Regions from separate parts of the Zea mays genome. Here regions 2 and 3 are each linked to region 1. Evidence: chromatin contacts called from public Hi-C data. All regions are on one chromosome and are shown on one strand. The core of a region is the stretch at or near the end of the contact, and the rest is flanking DNA. Distances in the headings are between cores, read along the strand shown. Region 1 has its middle 27 kb from the start of LOC100281497. Region 2 has its middle 35 kb from the start of LOC100272777. Region 3 holds the start of LOC100193064.

Region 1 (2,942 bases), core at 122-2,621:
GCCGGCGACAAAACCACCACCCAACCTTGAGTGAATGGCACATCACGTCACGTCACGTTACGCGGTGTCATCCGTTTGCTCCTCAACGACCTGACACTGTACACACGATGATGGATCGGTGGGGCGACCGAGCGCGCAGTTACGGCACGCGGAAAAAGCAACGGGTACCGGTGCCGCCCCAATTACTACTACTACGACGAAGCTAAAGCGGGCGGGCGGGCGGGCGCGACCCTCACGCGCGTTCCTGTGCGGCGACCGTCTCGTCTCCCGCGGCAGCAGCGAGATGCTGATATACGTGTGCGTGGACGTACTGGAGTAAGCAGCAGCAGCGAGACGAGACGAGACCGATCGAGATGGATGACGACGACGTGTTTTGCTCTGTCTGACGTTGCTGCTGTGATCGGCGCGCCTCATGCATGTCATGTTCAGATGCGCGATACCGGTCCACGTTTGCCGTATTTTGCGAGTGGTTACGGGTCGCAGGGACGGACGGGCGACGGGGCGAGGATGGGAGGAAAGCGAAGGAACGAGCCCAGCGATTAAACGCGTCCGGCCAGGCCAGGCGCGCCGCGCGTGTGATCGTGAAAGCCAACGGATGCTGCCGCTGCTGCTGCTTTTTTTCCTCCCTCGGCCGGCCCTGGATTTGTCGAAGCAACCAGACGAAGCAGGGGCTATCAGCTGCTCTGTGCTTGTAGAAGAAACCAAAGCCGGCTTTGGCTCCTGAGGCCACGACTGTTCTCTGACTGACTGACGGACGGACGGCACGCGTGTATTTTTCAGCGAAGCAGGGTGCGAATTTATGAGCGGCAGCAAATCAAATGAAACCGGTCAGGGGGGGAAAAATTTTGATACTACAAAAAAAATGTCAACTTGAGAACGGTTTGCATTTATTATATAGGCTGTGCACGCTGCGCCCATGCTAACGCTAGGTAGCCAGGCGCAGGGGCTGGCTACCAGCCTACTACCACACAGCAGATAGAGCAACCCGTGGTTGCACTCGCGCCACACGCCCCGGCCAATATACGTGGAGTGGTCTGATCTGGGCACGTGCGGGCATTGAGAACGAGTTTTTTCTTCTTCTTCTCATTAGTCGCGTCTAACATTTTTTTTCCTCAAACAAAATGGCCCTTTTTTTTTCTCTAGAGTCTAGCTAGGTCACCGATCTGGCCTCTGCGAGTACTAGTAGTGGCTTGCATACTTCCGATAGGTGAGGTGATAGTAGAGTTGTATACGCAAACGCGAGTCTCCCGAGCAGACGGCAGCGAATATGCACGGAGGCAGACGGGTATCAGCCAACCAACTCTCACCTAGACCGCACCAACCAACCCGCCGCCGCGAGTTCCTCTGGCTCTGGCTCTCTGGCCCTGGCCCCTCCTCGTCGCAACGTGCGCCGAGCCCGCACCACACGACCATGTCCCTGCCAGCGCGACTGCTGTGCTTCCCTTCCCCCGAAGCACACGTTTTCAACAAGTGCAGTGCAGAACTGACGATGAGAGCCGCGTGACAGCCCCCACAGGTGGCGTCGCTAGGTTGACTGACTGGATGGGTGCGTCCGCCTCCGCCCGTCCTGCCAGCGAGGAAGGATGCGCGCTTCTCCGCTTCGCTGGCGGCGCGTGCTTCTGCTATCTGTCGGCATCCGGCACGCCAGCGGGAGGACGGTTTGATAATAGCAGCGTAGTACGTGGTCTAATTATTAGTCAGTTTAAAAATAATGTCAAAAATAAAAGGACTAATAGATATACATTTTTTTTCAATTTTCAACTCCTTCCGAGTTCCGAGGAGGCGGCGACCATCACACTCAGTCCACGGTGGAGGACGGAGAAGTCACGACGTTCATGGTGGTGTGTTCATATAAGCTCAATGTGTATGATAGCGTGAGCGTTTTCAGACATGCAATTTTTCTCCTGTCTCAGTTCTATTCTATTTTCTATAGAATACCACGACTTCATATCCATACTACCGAAACCCACTCTACTGTTTTCTATATTTACAAAAATCTTGGAAGGATGTGTTTGAACTTCAAACCCCCAAATTCCAAACCCTATCAACTCGTCACCGTCGCAGCATCCTGCCCCTACGCGGTCGTCTCGTGGTGAGCGCCACTCTTCCCTCTGGAAACCGCATTTCACTTTGGTTGCGCCGTGCATTTTTCGCTCAAAAAAATGCTAACACAACAACAACAAAAAAAAACACTCCCTAACAATCTCTTGCTATAACCGTGGATTGATATCGCTTTAGCGTGTTTCGGCAAGGCGTTCGTCGCGGCGCGAGCGCGATGGAGCTCTCGAAGCAGGCGCGGGGCAGCGGGCCGGCTTCACGTCCGTTGCCCTCGGCGGCCCGCGGCCCTCAACTCCAAGCAGCCTGCGAACCACGCCATGGTTGGCCTTGGCAAATGGCAATTGGGGGGCGCAGGTGCCGACCAGCGCCTACCTGATCTAGGTGCTGCCTTCTGATCAGCAGATTGTGCAGAAATCTGCTGGAATTATTTCGCCTTTTAGATCTGCCCTGTGACAACAAGCATGCAGATGGTGGTGCATCGCACAAACCAAGCACATGCATAACCCTGAATGAAGGTAAGGCTGATACTGGTACTGACCCCAAAATCTGTTGGTAGCATAAGGCTGTGTCCAGCAAGGTCCGGTAAAGGACCCGGTATCTTAAATGTAGCGGACGTCGGCCTCCTTTTTCCCTCCAGCAAGGCACGCTAAATGCTCCGATAAAATAGCGAACGGTACCTTCGCACGCTACTCCTGACGCATCACTGTGCACACGCTATACAGCCAGTGTCGTGTCTTCCTCTCTCCACTTTCCCTCATGTGCACGTGATGGTTGTGGGACCCATAGACCATGGTGTAAACTGAACACCAGAAATTGATTTAAGTACACGTAAATGACATTTTTACATGTAATTGCAAATTTATTTTTGGCAAACGAACGATAGA
Region 2 (2,942 bases), core at 325-2,824, 150 kb after region 1:
AGCGAGATCAAGGCGTTGCCGACGAACTCCGTTGTCCATGCGCACGCACGGACCGTCCAGCCTACAGGCGCGGACCGTCCGGCCCGTCAGGCAGGGAACCCGAGCCCTGCTCCAGGTCGTGGACTGTCCGGCCCCTGGCCGCGGACCGTTCACGCCTGTGCAGAGAGCACCGCCGCCGGTTCTCAACGTAGTGATTGGCGTCCGGATCAGCGCCAATAGCTGCTAGGCTCGGCACGCGTGTCTATCACGTGTCCTTCATTTCTCTCAAATTCAAAATAGGTACACACATAAGCCACCTATTTAATTTGAGTTAAGATTTTAGTCAAAGTCTTGTACGAGACTTATAGGGTGTTTGGTTTAAGCAATAAGTTCGTCCATTATCTTCTCACTCCTCACTTTTTCTTTGTTTAGTTTGTGGAATGTAATGAGTTGCTCCACTGGCAGGCCCTGTTCGGCTTTCACGGATTGAAGACCCGGAACGATTCCTAGAGTATCGCTTCTATAGTTTATATAAGTTTGGATGAGTTGGAACAAATCTTGGTCCAATCCCGTACAAATGAAATGGGCCCTCACTTGATAACAAGGGCGGATTTGGGCCCCGGGTCACCTAGGCCATGGCCCGGGACGCAGCCTAGAAATCTTCTTATATCTAGGATAATTTTAGCCCAAATAATCTAGTCCACGGGCATAATATCCCCTTCCACTCCTGATTCGTTCTGGCGCCTCGTGGTCTCCTGGCTTCCCCATTGGCCCAATCCCTCACGCCCTGCCTAGCTCCAGTCCACGTCTTCGGCCTTCTTGTCTCCTAGACCGAGGTACCGGTGGCGGCGCCTTCGCACTACGGCCTCCAGTCTATGCCTCCACCTCCATGCTCCACTCCATGGATCCGACAACTGTGACCTCCCTGCGGTCAGCGGTCTACGCCCTCCATGGATTCACACCACATCGTTCGCCCCTTGACAGCTCGTGATCGTTGATGGCTACTGTTCTATAAGTGCAGGTACAAGGAACCGTTGTATGAATTATACAGGAGTAGCAAACGTTGCATAAAATATATTGATGCTATCAAATGTTCTATAAATCATAATAGTTGAAATCATGCAGATTGTCATACTATAAAATTAGAGTTCTAATTCCTAGATTGTATAGACTGTTCAAATGTAATCTTGTTAATGAAATGCTCAAAAGGTATTTTGCAACTGAAATTTTGTCACGGTAGTGCTCACTGGAATTTTGCCCATATCATATATCAGTATAATCAAATGGATGTATATGAGTAAGGGACATTCCAAGTAGCCAAATGATAAAGGGTGAGCATACAACGGGGCATCAATTTTACGATGCTCCGCTACTGCTTGATAATAAATACCGGCTGGACAAAGCCGTACAAAACTTACACTCTACTGACAAAGCAGCAACAGTTGCAAAAGCACCGAACCCTAACATCTCTTTCTCTAACCTTTGATTTTGTGATTTTTTATATATATATAAAGTATGCCAAAATGATCTCGTACTTGCTTGCCTCATTGGTAGGTCGCAGGCGCGGTACTACTAGCACTGCAGAGCTGGCGCTCCGGTTCAAGCACCAAGCCAAGCGCGTGTGCATTGAATTTCAATTTTGCATACTACGTTTGAAACGGTATAACCGCGTGTGCACCGGCTAGACAATTTGTCAAAATGCACCTGCGTGGCAGCGTGCGTGTGTGTTTCTGGAAGCAAAAGCTGGAGCCAATCACCAACGCATCCGCCATCTGACTTGCGCGGCCAATTGGTTCGGAGCGAATAGTTTCTCCCGGCGAAGCAGTGGAGTGCACGCTGTGGAGCCCGTCAAAGGCACGCTCGACGCTCTGGACCAGAGCTGGACGGAGGACGGACTTCATCAGACTAGACGAGAGAGGTCCTCAAAAGCTTCGCGATTTTTGCTCCCGTATCTTCTCTGTTAAGGGAACTTATAAAAAAACCGTTTTCGTCTCCCCTCTTGTGGCCGCGTGGCCTGAAGGCGCAACCATTGCGTCAGTGGTTAGTTGCTTGGAGGAAAATGGCCGAGCACCACACCTCACCTTCCCTTCAGGGCCGGCCTTATCATCCTTTTTTTTAAGAAGAAGCCGGCAGGCGGCAGGGATCCCCGTTCGCTGGTATAAAAAGAGTGAAATTTGCAAGTGATCCCTAAGCAACCCGGTGAAACAAACACCACGTAGGTAATCGGGGACGCAGCTTTTCTTCAGCAGCAGGTTGTACGTGCCGGTAAACGCAGGCGTGGTAGGTGAACTTGAGCAGTTTGCCATTGTTTGTTTATTAGCACATTGTTCTCTCGTGGTGGCTAAGATTCTAGAACCTTTCTCCTTTTTCAGGTCACAGATTGGCTCGGGACGGGCGAGCCAACTAAAGGCGTTTGGGCTTTTTTCAGCTTCTGACATCAAAAACAAAAACTATTGCGAACTACCAAATACCACAGTTTTTCAGTTCGTTTCTATAAGAATCGTCTTAGTAAAAACCATCTAAAATTAACATGAACACTGAATCGGTCGAGTCGTCATGATAATAGGAATCCATCGTTTTCTAGATTTTGAACACTTTGGATCACTTTATCTTCCTTCACATGTAATTCAGGCGATGCTCAGATTTTTCCTACATACATATTCTCTCTACAGACAGATTATCAGAAAAGCTGATCAGAAAAAAACTGAACCAAATAAGTCTTAAGACTATGTTTGGTTGTAGATATAAGAAATGATAGAAATAGACGGTCACATTTTCCATGATGTTTGGATGAAAGTCACGCATGGGTGAGGTGAACATCGGAGCAATTTTTGGTGGCGGTGTGGTCCCAAAAAATCAAGCAGACGGTGTCGTCCCCGTCTCATCCTACTTTAACCTTAAACCAAACACATACGGGTCACATACGAAATCACAGGTACCCGGCAAATACCCAAATTCCTTAG
Region 3 (2,942 bases), core at 152-2,651, 150 kb before region 1:
TCCATCACATGATCCCAAAACTTCTAAACAAAAACCAGGCACCTAGTAGATCTATGAGATCAAAACCAAAACCTATCAGCTTCTGCTTCCAAAATTTGCTTTATGATCTTTACAACAACAACAAAGCCTTTCGGTCCCAAGTAAATTGGGGTAGGCTAGAGTGAAACCCCACATGAGCCCCTAGTCACGGTTCTGGCATGTCAATAGCTTCTTCCCGCTTCATGAGCTTTTTGAAAAATAAAACCATTCGATGGTGGAGTTTAAAACTAGTTTAGGGGTTTTCATTTTCCAACTGTGCAGGACTGGAGAAATTTATTGATCAACCAATATATAAAGCAGAGTAGCAAACAAATGACAGAACTTTGAATAATGTTCTTGTGGGGTGGGGTGGGGGAGCATGAGGCCAGAACAGGGAGTGGGGGGACTTTTCATGACATATAAGTACTGGATTAACAGTTCAATTATGCCCTCTTTCCATGTACTCGAACCACCCAACCTTTTCACCACGAGGCATGCTAAAACAATGATCTTTACCAGAACAAAAACCCCAAGTCACGAAAAGTTACATCATTATGTATTCATGTCCATTACCATGTACATGTGTCTGCAATAAATTATACACGACAAGAAAACTAGGGAAGCATCAGGTACCAAGCCAATTTTTGCTTCGCACAAACATTCTGGAATGTTCCCTGCCAGCATACTTTGTTCCATACTTCCATTCGATAATATGACCTATCATTTCATTTAATCCAAAGCAGCCTTTTCAAAACACCCCCGGATCACAATCAATTATAATTGCTTTTCCAGACTCCGAACCAATTGCGTGCATCCACATATACCGCATGGCTCCAAGCGTCTTGCCCCTCTTCCTACCAGTACTCTAGTACAAACAAGGATGTACCAGGAGCTTCAGCGCCCTCTTTTCCCTCCCCCTCCTTTTCTCACCTCCCAAACCCAGGACAACCCGTCCCATCCATCACACCAGTGCAAATCCTAGCGCCTTGGCACAATCGTCTCGCGGCACGCAGCTGAGGCGGCAGCAGCCACACCAAACAACACAGGTTAAGCATTTTAATCAAGCCGCCCGTGACACAAAAGCTGCCAACTTTCGCGCAGATCAGGCAAGTCATCTTGCTAATCGCGGAGGAAGCCAGATTCAGGAGAGCGGACTTACAAAAGAGGAGTGCCGCGCGAGCGCCGGCTTCCTCGCCGCCGCCGCCGGGATCGGGGGCCTCCCGCCGCCGCCGCCTCGAGGCACGTGCTCTTCCATCACCGACCAAATTGGCTAGGGTTAGGGTTCGGATCTGGTCCTGGGAGCTACCTGCACGTAGGAGCCTCCGTACTGTAGAGCGTGAACAGTAGCAGGAAAAAGTAGGGGAGGAAAAGGCGAAGAGAAAACGAGCGGCACCACAGGGGCGTTTGGGTAAATTCGTGGGTGCTGTTAGGCTGTACTCTCTTGGATTTTTTATTTGAGTTTTGTGAGGGTCAAATAAAAAACATAGAGGTAGTATTTGACTAATAATATTAACTAATATTTGTCGTCCACTAGTTTATTTTTCAACTAAACAATGATAAAAAATGATAGAGTATTATATAAACATTTTTTTATAACGCAGCGACATTTTTTAAAAGGAAATAATTTTTAGTTTTAAATTCTTTTGACATGGTTATCAACTACTTACAAATTCATAAAATTAAATATCTAAATAATATAAAATGATTTTTTATTAAAAAAGTTTTATCTATAATTTTATTGTATATAATATGATAATTCTAAATAAATTCTCCATCGAAACCGATCTTCGTGTAATGCGAGATTCCAGTTTGAGGGGCTCATGCTGTCGATTGGTGGGTCGGTGTTATGATGTTATCTCGGGGCACGACTGTGGATAGGGGGGTTCATGCGAATATGTGTGCGTCAGTACGTGTGGAGCAGATGCGGTGGCAAGGGTCGAAGCTCCGGCTTGGGCTCGGGCCTTGCATTTGTATTGCATGGCTAAAGCATGAGGCGGCGACGGAGCCTTCCCATGGCAGTCGAGTATGGCGGCGTGGAACCACGGCTGAAAAGGGCACAATAGTGTTAAGCCCCAAGATGGGTAGGCGGACGGTCTGCTCATGCGTAAAATCAGTTAGGGTTCCGGATTTCTAGCGGGATTAACTCGAGAACCGACTTATAACAGGTCTAGACCTCCTCCCTTTATACATAGATGAAGGGTTACAGTCGATTGAACCCCCACAATCGATCCAATCAATTCTACTTATCGTTTTTACCTTATGCATTAGGAGTAGCTTTAGTTTAGCCCTAGTTTAGCCTTCTTCTACCTCGAATCTTCACCTCTCTTCGGCTCTACGTCGACTAGAGGCGTCTTGGGTGGGCTGTCGATGCCAAGACACACCCTAGGATCTCTCCTCCTCGACGGGGTCCCTCCCTGGAGGCGAGATCTAGGTCTGCTGCGAAGAAGACGACTCTATGCGCCATCGCAGAACGTCCAAGCCCTAGGCATGGCCCGTCCGGATGAACACAGAGGAGGAGCCACTCCTATGCCTAGGTCACGGACCATCTGGCCTTGTGTCGTGGACCGTCCGCGCCTCCATAGAGAGCACCTGAGAGCACCTAGATGGGGGTGAATAGGTGATCCTGCAAAAATTAACTCTAAACAAGACAAACTTGGTTTATAATAAGTGTTAGTAGAACCAAAATCAAGTTGAGATGAATAGAGATAGAGAGAACAAGAGAACTCTTCACTTGATTGTTCCTTTAAGATATGTATCAAACTTGGAAACAATAACACAAGTGAATATGTGAGAACTCTATGGAAGAAAATAATCACAATAAAGAAACGCACAAGTGACACGGTGATTTTATCCCGTGTTTCGGCCAATTCCTACTCCACATTATGGTGACCTCCTTTGGTCAAGGGTTGCACTCAACCTCTCTC

Evidence for each region. Hi-C and Micro-C count contacts between places; a contact is called where the count stands out from the background.
Region 2: a contact with region 1 is called in a Hi-C map of endosperm, with 2.2 times the contacts expected there. The contact joins two enhancer-like sites. A contact is called at or near these places in 4 of 25 Hi-C or Micro-C datasets (endosperm, leaf and root tip).
Region 3: a contact with region 1 is called in a Hi-C map of ear, with 2.3 times the contacts expected there. The contact joins the promoter of LOC100193064 here to the enhancer-like site in region 1. A contact is called at or near these places in 3 of 25 Hi-C or Micro-C datasets (ear, leaf and tassel).

Annotation. Positions count from the first base shown.
Region 1 is chr9:92,618,715-92,621,656 of Zm-B73-REFERENCE-NAM-5.0, forward strand. No RefSeq gene overlaps it. Among protein-coding and RNA genes, the nearest start is that of LOC100281497, 27 kb to the left of the region's middle. Within about 2 kb of position 1,372, at least 20 of the 20 cell types and tissues checked have an H3K27ac peak or open chromatin away from gene starts, as enhancers often do. A contact at or near this core is called in ear, endosperm, leaf and 2 more, where this site is marked.
Region 2 is chr9:92,772,052-92,774,993 of Zm-B73-REFERENCE-NAM-5.0, forward strand. No RefSeq gene overlaps it. Among protein-coding and RNA genes, the nearest start is that of LOC100272777, 35 kb to the right of the region's middle. Within about 2 kb of position 1,575, at least 13 of the 20 cell types and tissues checked have an H3K27ac peak or open chromatin away from gene starts, as enhancers often do. A contact at or near this core is called in endosperm, leaf and root tip, where this site is marked.
Region 3 is chr9:92,464,998-92,467,939 of Zm-B73-REFERENCE-NAM-5.0, forward strand. It overlaps LOC100193064, which reads right to left and starts at 1,402. Exons shown (of 4, transcript NM_001138230.2): 1 at 1,178-1,402. The coding sequence starts at 1,273.